Linked DNA regions of Mus musculus: region 1 is linked to region 2. The links are chromatin contacts, called in public HiCAR-type maps. All regions are on one chromosome and are shown on one strand. Each heading gives the region's core, a stretch centred on a gene start, on an enhancer-like site or on the middle of the called end of the contact. The rest is flanking DNA. Distances are from core to core; before and after follow the strand shown. Region 1 holds the start of Commd1 (COMM domain containing 1). Region 2 holds the start of Cep68 (centrosomal protein 68).

The links. HiCAR-type assays count read pairs that join an accessible place to other places.
Region 1: a contact with region 2 is called in a HiCAR-type map of astrocytes, with 2.7 times the contacts expected there. The contact joins the promoter of Commd1 here to the promoter of Cep68 in region 2. A contact is called at or near these places in 3 of 39 promoter capture datasets (frontonasal cranial neural crest, liver and pre-B cells) and 1 of 115 datasets of contacts at active chromatin or transcription factors (astrocytes).

Annotation. Positions count from the first base shown.
Region 1 is chr11:22,978,629-22,984,769 of GRCm38.p6, reverse strand. Commd1 (COMM domain containing 1) reads left to right here and starts at 2,486. Exons shown (of 3, transcript NM_144514.2): 1 at 2,486-2,691. The coding sequence starts at 2,515.
Region 2 is chr11:20,247,100-20,253,237 of GRCm38.p6, reverse strand. It overlaps Cep68 (centrosomal protein 68), which reads left to right and starts at 3,814. Exons shown (of 7, transcript NM_172260.3): 1 at 3,814-3,931.

The DNA.
Region 1 (6,141 bases), core at 1,237-3,736, 2.7 Mb before region 2:
TATTTCTACCTCCTGAAGGATGGGATAAAGACATGTGCCACCATACCTGGATTAATAAGGTTTTTTTCAAGATTTATTTATTATTATACATAAGTACACTGTAGCTGACTTCAGACGCACCAGAAGAGGGCGTCAGATCTCATTACCGGTGGTTGTGAGCCACCATGTGGTTGCTGGGATTTGAACTCAGGACCTTTGGAAGGGCAGTCAGTGCTCTTACCTGCTGAGCCATCTTGTTAGCCCCGATCAATAAGGTTTATATCGACATTTTAGACCTAATTAAAACAATTTTTAAAAATAGCCACTGTTTGTGTACTCAAGTCCTCAACACAGTATGAGTTATATATGAAATGAATCTCTGGTCTTTCATATGGATATTTAAAAATTAAAGCAAATTCACTGGAGCTGGAGATGTTGCTTAGTGGTAGAACACCTGCCTAGAACACACATAGCCTTGTGTCTAATCCTCTCAAAACACAACTAAAGTAAAAACTTAAGGGTTCTTTGGAAAGTCAGCTGGGTGGTGCTTTGCTGGAACAAACATGTGAAGGAATGTTTAGCTGAAGCAGACACAGGAGAGGGGATGTTTTACATAAACAAACACATGAAAAGACACACGATAAAAGATTATTTACTAACAATACACATACATTGGTCTGCCTTATATTATATAGTTGAGCTACATTTGTCGGAATGCCATAGAGAGAAAGGTACCAAAAAACTTTTAGTGGTGTACTATAGTTTGTGAGCTGATTGGGTGTGTGTGCTGAGGCAAGAGCTGTGCTCTAGGTGAGACACATGGAGGACACGTGATGTTTGGAGGGCATAAACAGGACTCCAGAGACAGAGCCTGACTTGCTGATGCAGCTAGCTATACAGAACAACCTCTCCCCAAACCTCAAATCCACATCTTTTATGGAGCCACAGTTCCAAACACATCTCCTTAAAAAAAGATGGAGGCATTTGGCTGCCTTGCATGCCTCCTCACCAGTGACATAGCTGTGCTTAAACACACTGCAGTTCATAGTCTATTATACCATTTTCCTTTATTTTAATTTTTTTTTTTTTTTTTTTTGGTTTTTCAAGACAAGGTTTCTCTGTGTAATCCAGGCTGGCCTCACACTCAGAGAATGCCTCTGCCTCCCAAGTTCAGGGATTAAAACCCAGTATGCTATTTTTATTTATTTATTTTGGTCTTTTTGAGACAGGGTTTCTCTGTATAGCCCTGGCTGTCCTGGAACTCACCTTGTAGACCAGGCTGGCCTCGAACTCAGAAAACTGCCTGCCTCTGCCTCCTGAGTGCAGGGATTAAAGGTGTGTGCCACTATGCCCGGGTTTTTATTTTAAATTACAATTAGCTTATACTAATTTTTCCAATTGGGAGCTAATTTACATATTGCAAAACTGTCTTTTAGTGTATACAATTCACTGTGCTTTGGTAAAGGACAAAGCCGTGTAGTTATCACCAGTGGCTGCTCATAGGCATTTTCATCATCTGAAAACAGACTTTGTACCCATTATGTCATTTCCTATTCTTCCCTCCTTCAGTCCTTGACAACTGGATTTTTGTATGGATTTGCTTAATTTAGCAGTAAATAAGATTGTCCAGTTGTCTTTCATGTCTGGCTTCATTCGTTTCACGCATTTTTTTTCTTTTTTTCTTTTTAATTATGTAGGCCTGTCTGTGCACATGAGTACATTGCTGGTGGAAGCTTTCAATTTCTGAGGTTGGAGTTACAGGAGGTTGTAAGTCGCCTAAAGCGAGTGCTGGAAACTGAACTTTGGTCCGCTACAGGAATAGTATACATTCTTAACCATTGAATCTGTCCAGCCCTCATTTAGCACATTTTAAAGGTTCACCTATATTATAGTATCATGCTACACGCTTATTATAGCTGAATATAAGTAAGGGTTTTTTTTTGGGTAATTATGTAGATAAGTATTTACTAATGCGATTCCACTTTAAGAATGAAAATAAGGCTTTGAAAAATAGTGGTTATAGAAATGGAGACCAGACTACTGATAATGGCTAGAAAGACAACGTACGGGTATACACAAAGGAATTAATGCAAGCAAAGAGATCATGTCCTCATGAAGTAGCTACATTTGGGGGGCGTGGGGAAAAGATTATAGAGCTTAGAACTGAGTAGTAGGCACTGCTCATTTAATTGCAAGCTGTAGAATGAGATACAGCCATCGAAGAATTAAGGTGGCATTCTTACGGAGTTACAGTTAGGTATCTCCAGCCAGCGATCGTTCCTTTGAGTGCGCATTTGCACATCGGAGTGAAGAAGGAAACAACAAAAACACAGTGACTCTAAAGGAAACTGAGTGGATTTGGCTGTGGTGGAAGTAGTGGATGTGTGTGGCAGAGCAAACGAGAGAACTGTTTATATCGACTAGTGGAGGAACCCGGCATCGCGTTCCGTGGCTGCCTTTGCCAGCTTTTATGGCCCTTCTCGGCCCCCGTAGCGGACCGGAGCTCAGCCGCTGGGCGGCAGGCCCTCCTTAGCCATGGCGGGCGATCTGGAGGGTGGCAAGTCCCTGAGCGGGCTGCTGAGCGGCCTAGCGCAGAACGCCTTTCACGGACACTCGGGTGTCACGGAGGAGCTGCTGCACAGCCAACTCTATCCGGAAGTGCCACCGGAGGAGTTCCGCCCCTTCCTGGCGAAGATGAGAGGACTTCTCAAGGTACGGTGGTTCCGCCGAGCAGCCCTGCCCTCCTCGCAGCCTCAGGCCCGCCCCCAGCCTCGGGTGCTGCTGTCTTTGGGCGCTCAGCGACCCTCCTGAGCCGTGGAGGTCGCTCTGTTGCGCCCTTGTTTTAGGGACACATAACGGTGAAAACATTGATTTTTTTTTCTCTCCCTCAAGACTTTCTGTGTCTGTAGTATAGATAAGTTTCGAGTTTTTTTCGCCTCGGACTTTGATGTTGCACCGGGCGTTGTAGTGCACTCCTTTAATCTGTGCACTTGGAGAGGCAGAGGCTGGCAGAGAGTTGTGTGAGTTCGAGGCCAGCCTGTTGCACAGAGTTCCAGGGCAGTCAGGGCAATGTGGTGAGACCCTTGTTTAAAGAGAGCGAGAGCGTGCTTGCCAGCTTTCCTGGGTTGTGGAAGTTGGGGAGCGTTAGCATGAGGTGGTTGGTGAGATAAAGGATTGATTAACTGGAGTAAACACCATTAAAGCAGTCGACTCTATGATTTCCAAATGGAACGAAGTATACATCAGACTGTCTCATGAAAACTATTAGAGGGCAACATAACAGGTGAAATTAACTAAAAAGATTTATTTTTATTTTATGTGTATGGGTGCGGTGCCTGCATGTGCACTGGTGGTTGGAACGGTTATAGGCCACCACATGGGTGCTGGAAACCCGGGTCTTCCTCAAGAGCATTATTAGGGCTCTTCTAAGCAGTCTCTCCAGTCCCCCATTCCACCTGGGGTTTGAGATAGGATCTCTTGTAGCCCAGACTAGCCTTGAACTCACGTGTAGTTGATCCACCTTCCACTTCCCAAGTGTTAGAATTTCAAGCAGCTACCACCATCTCCTGCTGTGACCTCTGTGTGTGTGGGTGGCATGGGGTGGGGTACCTTGCACTATCTCACTCTGTGTGGGGGGTGGCGTGTGGGGGGATACCTTGCACTATCACTCTCTACCTATCTTTCCAGACAGAGTCTCTCTCTCACTGTACCTGGAATCCAGTCTCACTGACTGGCTAGAGCAGCCAAGAACTCAAGAGATCTGCTTGTATTTGCTCTCCCAGAGCTTGGGTTACAGAAATAGGGGACCATGCCCAGCCTTTTCATGGGTGCTGGAGAATCAGAACCAGGCCCTAATTGAGCTATCTGCCCAGCTGGCAGCTGGTTCCTGTGACTTTTTTTTTTTTTTCCCCTTGGGTAAGCTGTTATAACTAAAGTGTATTCAAGGTATCTATCATTTATGTAATTACTATTCAATGTATTGTTTTCACAAAGTCTTTATTTTCTGTGTATTGAAGTTTTGCCTGCATGTGTATCTCTGAATGTGTTGGAACTTCTGATGCTGGCGTTACAGACAGTGGTGATCTGTCATGGGGATGCTGGGAATTGAATCTGAATTCTCTGAAAGAATGGCCAGTACACTTAACTGCTGAGCCATCTCTCCAGCTCCTTCACAAAGTCTTTAAAATATGATGTGCATTTTACATTTAAAACATTTTAGTTGCAACTAGCCACATTCGAAATGGTTAAAGTGGCCATATGTGGCTAATGACCACTGTATTAATTCTGATTACAAGCCATGTGGCAGCTTACTCTAGTCTGTCACTCCAGTTCTAGATCTAGCACCTTCTGGTCTTCATGGCCTCAGCTACTCATACAGTGCACTTATATATATGCAGGCAGGCCACTCATACACATAAAATAAAAATCAATACACCTTTAAAAGGTGAAGTGGATGGTGAGGGAGGCAACTCCCTAGGAAAACGCTTGCCGTGAGAGTAGGAAGCCCTGAGTTGGATCCCGGTTCTCAGATAAATGACAGGCATGTTTGGAACCCGGCATTTGTGAGGTGGAAAAAGGCAGATGTTTAGACTTCACTGGCCAGTCGGCCAGCCTAGCCAATTAGTGAGCTCTGGGTTCCGTGAGACCTTGTGCTAGAATTTAAAAATAGGGTTGCGGGCCAGCGAGAGCTTAGCAGGTGAAGCCACTTGCTGTTAAGCTTGACAATCGAAGTCCCTGGAACCCACATGGGAGAAAGAGAGAATTAACTGTGGCAACTTATCCCCTGGCCTACACAATCACTTTTTTTTTTTTTTTTTAAAGAAAAAGCTGGAGAGTGGTAAAGCAGGATGCCTGAATTCAACTTCTTGCCCCCACAGCACATGTACCCATTTACATGTAAGTGGGAGTACCACTGAGGACGCTTGCTGTTGATCTCTTACATCCAAGCGCACACAGATGAGGCGGCAAATTTAATGTGTCTACTTTTTTGTTGGTTTTCAAGACAGTGTTTCACTGTGTAGTTTCAACTGTCTAAACAGCCTAAAACCACACTATTTAAAGTTCCTGTTAAATTTTAACTTGCTACTAAAAATCCTTATTCTTTTATTTATTACATTTATTTTATCATGTTCTCAAGACAGGTCTGTATGTAGCCCTGGCTATCCTGGAGCTTACACTATAGATCAGGCTGGCCTTGAAGATCCACCTGCCTGTGGCTCCCAATGCTGAGATCAAAGGCAACACCACTACCTAATTTTTCTTACAATATTTGAATACGAGAAAAAAAATGCAATTACTTCACAGAAATTGACTGGAATTGCCTCATGCAATGGGAGGAGTCACTTGTGGTAAAGTAGTGTCAGGGTAGCCAGATGTGCCAACACCCTGGAGGGCAGACAGGGCATCTTGAATTGTATGTATTTATGTGTGCCTGTGCATGTGAATGCAGGTTCCTGTAGTGGCTAGAGGTGGTGGATTCCCTGGAACTGGAGCTACAGGTAGTTGTGAGTAGCCTGATGTGGGTTGCTAGGGTCAGAACTCAGGTCCTCTGAGAGACCAGTGCATGCTCTTAGCCACTGAAATATCTCTTGAGCCCCAGATGTCTCTAGTTCTTATAAAAACATAAAGTGAAAATGATTTTTAAGTGGAGAATGCCTATTATTTAAGTTTTATTACATATATTTATTGTGTGCATAGGTCAGAGGATCACACTGAATCCCTTCTCTTCTTCCACTGTATGGAATTGCTTTTGTTTCTGAGACAGGGTCTCATTATGTAATCTTGGCTGGCCTGGAACTCACAGGATCCACTGCGTCTGTCTCCTAAGTGCTGGGATTAATGGTCTGTAATACCAGGTGGTTTGGGGGGAGTCAAGTCCAGATGGTCAGGCTTGGCAGCAGTGTCCTTTCCTGCTGAGCCATCTCATTAGCCCATCCATCTTTAATAAAAGGGAACATACATAGATATATGATGTAAGGGTGTCATAGTATTTACAAGCAGAAGAAACTGTGGACAGAAGGCATTCTTTCTGCCAGATTTTTTTTCCTTTAAACTAAAATCTACTCATTTTATTTTCACAGTTCATGATACAAATGAAACTACTTTAAAAAAAAGTCTCTCTACTCCTAGCCAAAACTCTTCCCTACGCTAGATATGGGGAGA
Region 2 (6,138 bases), core at 2,565-5,064:
TTTGTTCCAGATTTCAAATCCTAAACTTATTACAAAAGATGGCTGAATAAGGACAACTCAGTGGGTGTAGATGATTGCTGCCAAGTCTGACGAATGAGGTTCAGCCTCTTGGACCCACATAATAATAATAAAAGCAGAGAACCAACTCTTATCTCCACATGTGACATGGCACAGCACACACAGAGACACTAAATAAAACCTTTAGGAAAACAAAACAAAGCAGAGGATGGCTGAGTAGATTACTACAGCACCTGCTCCTGGCTTTTCAGCTTTACATTCTTCTCTGCACCCCAGGGATCTCTTTCCTGACTACAGTTCTAGTGCATCTGTACAACAGAACACTCATCTTCACTCCTCCAGCCATGACTTCTAACTTCACCTTTGGGTCTGTGGTGCCGATGCCACGGGACAGAGCCGTCTGAGCACTTCACTGTTGCTCTGTATCCTAACCCCTCACTTTTCCTCAGATAGCTGTCTCTATACACATTTCCTTGTCAGTGAGACAGCGGAGTGACGTTCACGCCAAGCTTATTCCTTTATACTGTCCTCGTTTAGAAGCTTCTACATATCTGCTGAAGTTCCTAACATGGGGTTGCTATGCAGAAGGCAGACCTATGGGGGGAGCAGGAATTCCAAGGATATTCAAGTTGTCAGCAAATCTAGACCTGAAGATGAATGAAAACACCAGTAAATCGGGACCAGCCCAACATTCAGAGCTTCCTTGGGACTTTAGGGAGACAAGAGGTTGATATGGGCTGGCCACAGAAGGACAGATTCCAGCAGGAACTCTGCTGACCTTATTCTTCACAAGGTAGTGGGCTCTCCATGTGGTGGTGGTGGGGGGGAGAATATAGTGAAAGCAGGTGTTTCCCCTTCTTTTCCTTCCCTTCTTTTTCTTGTTTATTATTTGTTATTTATTTATGTGCCTTTCCCAAGTGTCTGCAAATGTCCCTGATGGAGAGTAATACTCATCGAGCAAATCTGGCAGTCTGCAGGGCCAGAATTTCTACTATGGACACCATTGCCATTTTGTTAGCAATGAAGACCATTGCTCCAATCCTGATGACCTGAATTCAATCTCTGGAACCACACTGTGAAAAGAGGGGAATGGACTCCCACAGCTGTCCTCTGTTATCTACACTCCCACTGTGGTGTGTGACACCCCCCCCCCAACACACACACAAATAATGTCATAAAAAAATAAAATAAGCTACACAGAGAAACCCTGTCTCGAAAAACCAAATAAATAAATAAATAAAATAAAAAGACTTGGAGTATAATGCAAAAATATTATTTGCACCTATATTCAGAAAGTATCAATGAATAAAACAGAAGAGATCAAGATGAATATGACATAGGAATAAATGTCTCATAGGAATCACGCCTTCCTGTTTTGGAGAATGTTAAAGTTTCACTCACTGGTACACTTCACTGTTTTGGTTGTGATCATGTAAAGTCCTGGCAATCACTACCATACTCTGCAGGCTCAGAAAAATCAACTTGCCTTATTAAGACAACAAATGAAACTATAGTAGGTTCTTCTTTATGCCAAGGATTAAAAAGAGCAGGGGTCTGGTGATGTGATGTAGCTCAGTTGTTTGAGCACTTGCTGAGCATACATGAGGCTCTGGGTTGACTGTGCCAGCACGTCTACCAGGTGTGGTGGCATGGATCTCCAATCCCAGCATGGTAGGAGGACCTCAGACATTCAGAGTGATTCCAGTCTAGCCTGGGATATATGAGCCCTTGTCTCAATAAGGAGGGGGAGGGAGAGAAAGGAGAAGGATAATGGGGAAGTGGGGGAGGAAGGGGGAGATGACTGGGGAGAGGAAGAGGAGGAGGAGGAGCAAATAGGGTAGAAGGTGAGAAGGTGGTGTAGTCCCTGAGTGGTGCAAGATCTGTCACACTGGTGCCAGCCTGCCTCTGTAAAATACCACCACCACTGGAGTTATCAAAAAACAGCAACTATCAAAACAACGCCATCTCCTCAGTCTGCAGGAGGTGCCCCACAGAAGCTGGTACCACTTTTCCCATCTCAGCTTACCGTGAAATAACCATCACAGGAGCTGTTCACAATGGCAACACCTCGTCCAGCCTCCCCAAGCAGCTGGGCAGTGATGGAGCCTCAGCCAAAGCAGCCTGTGGCTGGGAAGGTCCTCCCATCCCAACCCATAGGCCCGATGCAAGGAAAAGGGGTGGGGAAAAAAAACCCACCAATCCCTGAGCTTCAAACAAAAACATAGTAATCCCTGAGCACAAGAATCCACCAATCCCTGAGCTCCCCAAGCTCAGGACTTGAAATCCTACCAATCCTCATCCTGGAAATCTCTGTCCTGAAAAGCCCCACCCACTAAGAAACCCTATATAAGCCCTGCTCTTTGTTCAATTCCCTGCTCTCTGCTCCTGGAGCGGAGGTGGCCACCCCTGGATTCATCCCTCCACATTTTGGACCCTCCAATAAATATCTTTTATGAGCTTTGCTGCCTGGTGGTACTCTCTCATCAGAAGCCAAGAAGCAATGAAGAGAAGGAAAGAACAGGAGTGGGGCTGAGCTGGGGATACCCTCCCCCTGGGAGCTGCAACACCTCAGTTAGGAGGCTTCCTCTTAGAGCAGTGTGGTTCCTGGGCTTCTGTGTTTCAGGACGCCCTTCCAACTGAGCAAGAACACTTAGAGAAGGCCGCTGGGCCAAAGTCAAAGAAGAGTACAGAACACATCTGGTTGAGACCATCCAGGTGCTCAATCGCATTACCATATTTACTGCTAAATGACTTCATACGTCCTTTATTTATTTTTTCCTTTAAACAAGTAACTGGATACACGCTGGTAAATGCTACCTACCTATTTGACACATTTCGGTTCTGAATTCCTTTTTAACTTTTTCCTTCTGGGTTGAAGAGAGAATTCAAGGCCTTGCATATAACAATACACTTTTACTTTAAAACACCCAGTATGGGGAAGACTGGGACAAAATCAGGAGTTCAAATTCAGCCTGGGATACGATGAAATTTACACTCACTCTCTCTCTCTCTCTCTCTCTCTCTCTCTCTCTCTCTCTCTCTCTCTCTCCACACACACACACACACACACACACACACACACACACACACACAAAACAAAGCCAAATAAAAAGCTGGGCATGATAGGGTTTGCCTGTACTCCCTGCACTGGGGAAGCCGAGGCAGAAGGAGCACTATGGCCAGGCAGGCCAGCCTGGCAGTTAAGTTTGTGGTCTTAGGTTGGATTAAGTCTCTGTCGTGTTAAGATCAGTCCAGCTCCTTCTCTAAACTTCACAGGCCCAGAACACTGTGGAAGTCCCTTCTCCCACTACTGGTGAGACAGGCTGGGCCTCCTGAGCCTCAGAGTCTCAGGACGGTGGCGAGGGGCCGGGGGTGGGGGGAGGGAGGGAGCTCGACCCACACCTGGTCCCCTCGCCCAACTTCTGCCCGATGCCCAGATTCGGACATGCCCTGGGGGTTCCACACAACGCAAAAGGGGAGCACCAAGCCTGGAACCACCCTCCCAGCCGCGGAGAGCACGTCGACCCAAACACCGCAAGCCTTCGATCCGCGGAGAGCGCGCCTTGCTATCCGCGTGGGCCTGCGTGGACGCCAGGACCGCGAACACCCAGCTGGCACGCGCGTCCGGACAGCGGAGAAAGAAGCTCCGGCCACCCATAGGCCAGGGTCCTGCAGGGGGCGGGTTCCCATGGCAGATACGAGCTGTGGATTGGTGAAGCATCCGAACGGAGAGTTTGGATTGGTTGCTTCATGGGGCGTCCTCCGCGGAGAAGCGGCAAGGGCGGAGGGCGTGGCGGGCGCCTGGCCCTCCCTCCCCAGGAGTGCGGGCGCCCGCGGGAGGCCCCGTCGTCGCCGCCTGGGACCCTGGCCCAGCTACGCGGGTCGCTCGGGACGTGCGGCGGTGTGGAGTGAGGTAAAAAGGCTGTGGCCGGCTCGAGTGTCGCGGCGCCAAGACTCGAGTCGGGGCATTCCCCTCGTGCCCGGGGCTCCGCGTGGGGGACCCTGGGGGAGGCCCGCGGCCTGGAGGGCACAAAGGCTGGCCGCGATGGGGGCGCCTCGCGCGTTCGCCTCCATCTTGCGGACCGTGCCGGGTGGAGGCGAGCGGAGGGGCAGGCTGTGGAGGGCCAGCGCGGCCTGCAGAGCGCGTGGGGCCGCACCTCTGGCAGCCCCATGCAGCTGTGCGCGCGTCGACCTTGGTCGCGGAGAACCGGCGGGTCACAGCCACAGCCGCTCGCGTCTGGACGGCTGCTGCTTCCATGGCCCAGTGAACGCATCCGGAGGAGGAAAGCAAAGCGGCGCACTTTTTATCTCTAAGATCTACCCTTGTCATCTGTCACCTGTTAGCCAGTCTCAGCAGCCCGGGAGCACATGCCCCAAACTTAGTAATTTTATAATTACCATGTTTTATTCAATTAAAAATTAAAAAAATAATAATAAAAGCTAAAAACTCCCAGTGCCCGAGCAGAGTAGACCTTACTGGGAATTGATGGGGTCCGAGACAAGGAAAGAGGTAGTCTGGTATACAGCTTGCGACACTTTTTGCTTTGGGCTTGGTTCAAATACAAGCCACTACTCACCTAGTTCTCTCCAGCGGACTGGGTTAAATTCTGGATCACTTAGGAACAGTGGGTGTAAGGGAACCCAGCTTCACATCATCACAGAAGCTTTTAAAAACTTTTTCCCTACCCCCACAACTGAAAAACATACCCTTCTCTGGGCAGCCCATATGGGCCTGGGTTGGCAATGAAGTGGTTTCCCCGCCCCCTAACAGGATGAAAGGTCTGTAAGGGAAGGAAACCAAAAGAAAACAAGAACAAGTGAAGCCCAACGTTGAGGGAACCGGAACTTTTAAAAGCCTTTAAGTTGTTGGATTATTTTTACAGGTTAAGGAAGCAGCTGGGCTCTCTGAATCAATTCAGACTTTAGTCCCTTTCATACTACTAATTCAGGATAAATTCACGTGTGCCTTAGTTCTCTCATCTATAAAGTGGAATTTAGGCCCCAGCACGACAGGACAAAAAAACATGGCTAGGAAGAGTAATAGTGCCAATTCCAAGGTTTATAAAATACCTAAGATAAGAAGAAATACTTAGACCTACCAGAGCACTCGGGAGAGAGAGGCAGGTGGATCTCTGAGACTGAGCTATATAAACACAGAGACCTGTCTTAAGATGCCCCACCCACCCACCCACCCAGGTACCACTACCAAATATCTGTATAACTCTTGCTTCTTCTGGTGTCTGTCTTTCTGTCTTGAGGCCATCCCTCAAACCTTTTGTGATTGCTGCTCTGACCCCAGAGAGTATTCTTAGATTTATGCTTTTAAAGTCCTTACCCTGTTGTGGCAGGAAGAGGCTCTGAAAATATGTACCAGGCCTTGGGCCACCACTGCCCACCCCTCTGTCAGGGCAGTACCACTACACCACCACTATCCACCCACATGACCACAAAGTTGAAATTTCTTAAAAATTTTAATTTTTTGAACATTTCATATAGGGGCTGGAGAGCTCGCTTAGCAGTTATGTGCACTGGCTGCCGTTCTAGAGGACCCAGGCTCAGTTCCCAACACCAACCTGGCCTCTACAACTTCAGTCCCAGGGGACCCACCCCTCTTCTGACTTCTGTAGGTACAACATACATGTACACAAAAATAAAACCTCAAAGCTAATTCTAAAGAGGAAGTTTTCATATGTGTATGCAGTGTGTGTCGCTTGTATCTGTCCCTCACTATAGCTCTCCTCAGGAATCCCCATCATGTGAAACAGTTATTTTGTGTGGAGGTCAGAGGCAGCATACTGCATGTGGTGGGGAGAGGGCAGTTTGTGAGAACGTGTCTCCTTTCTTCAATCTGTGACCACAGTTTTCCTGATATCCACCCTGCTTGAAGCTAGCCTCAGAGCCAGCTCAAGTCTGTCTTCTCTTTTGTCATTACGGACTTCACTGTTGCCGTCCTGCCTAGCGTGACCTCCACTGTGACACTCCAGAAGCCTTGAAGCTCCAAGCCCTGCTGGGCTCCATCTTCCCACTCGCTCCCTTCCTCTTTCTTGCTTACTAGACATGATCTGCTGCTGGGTATTTATGGCATTTCTCGCTACCTGTGAGTCCTGTGACGTTTCATTG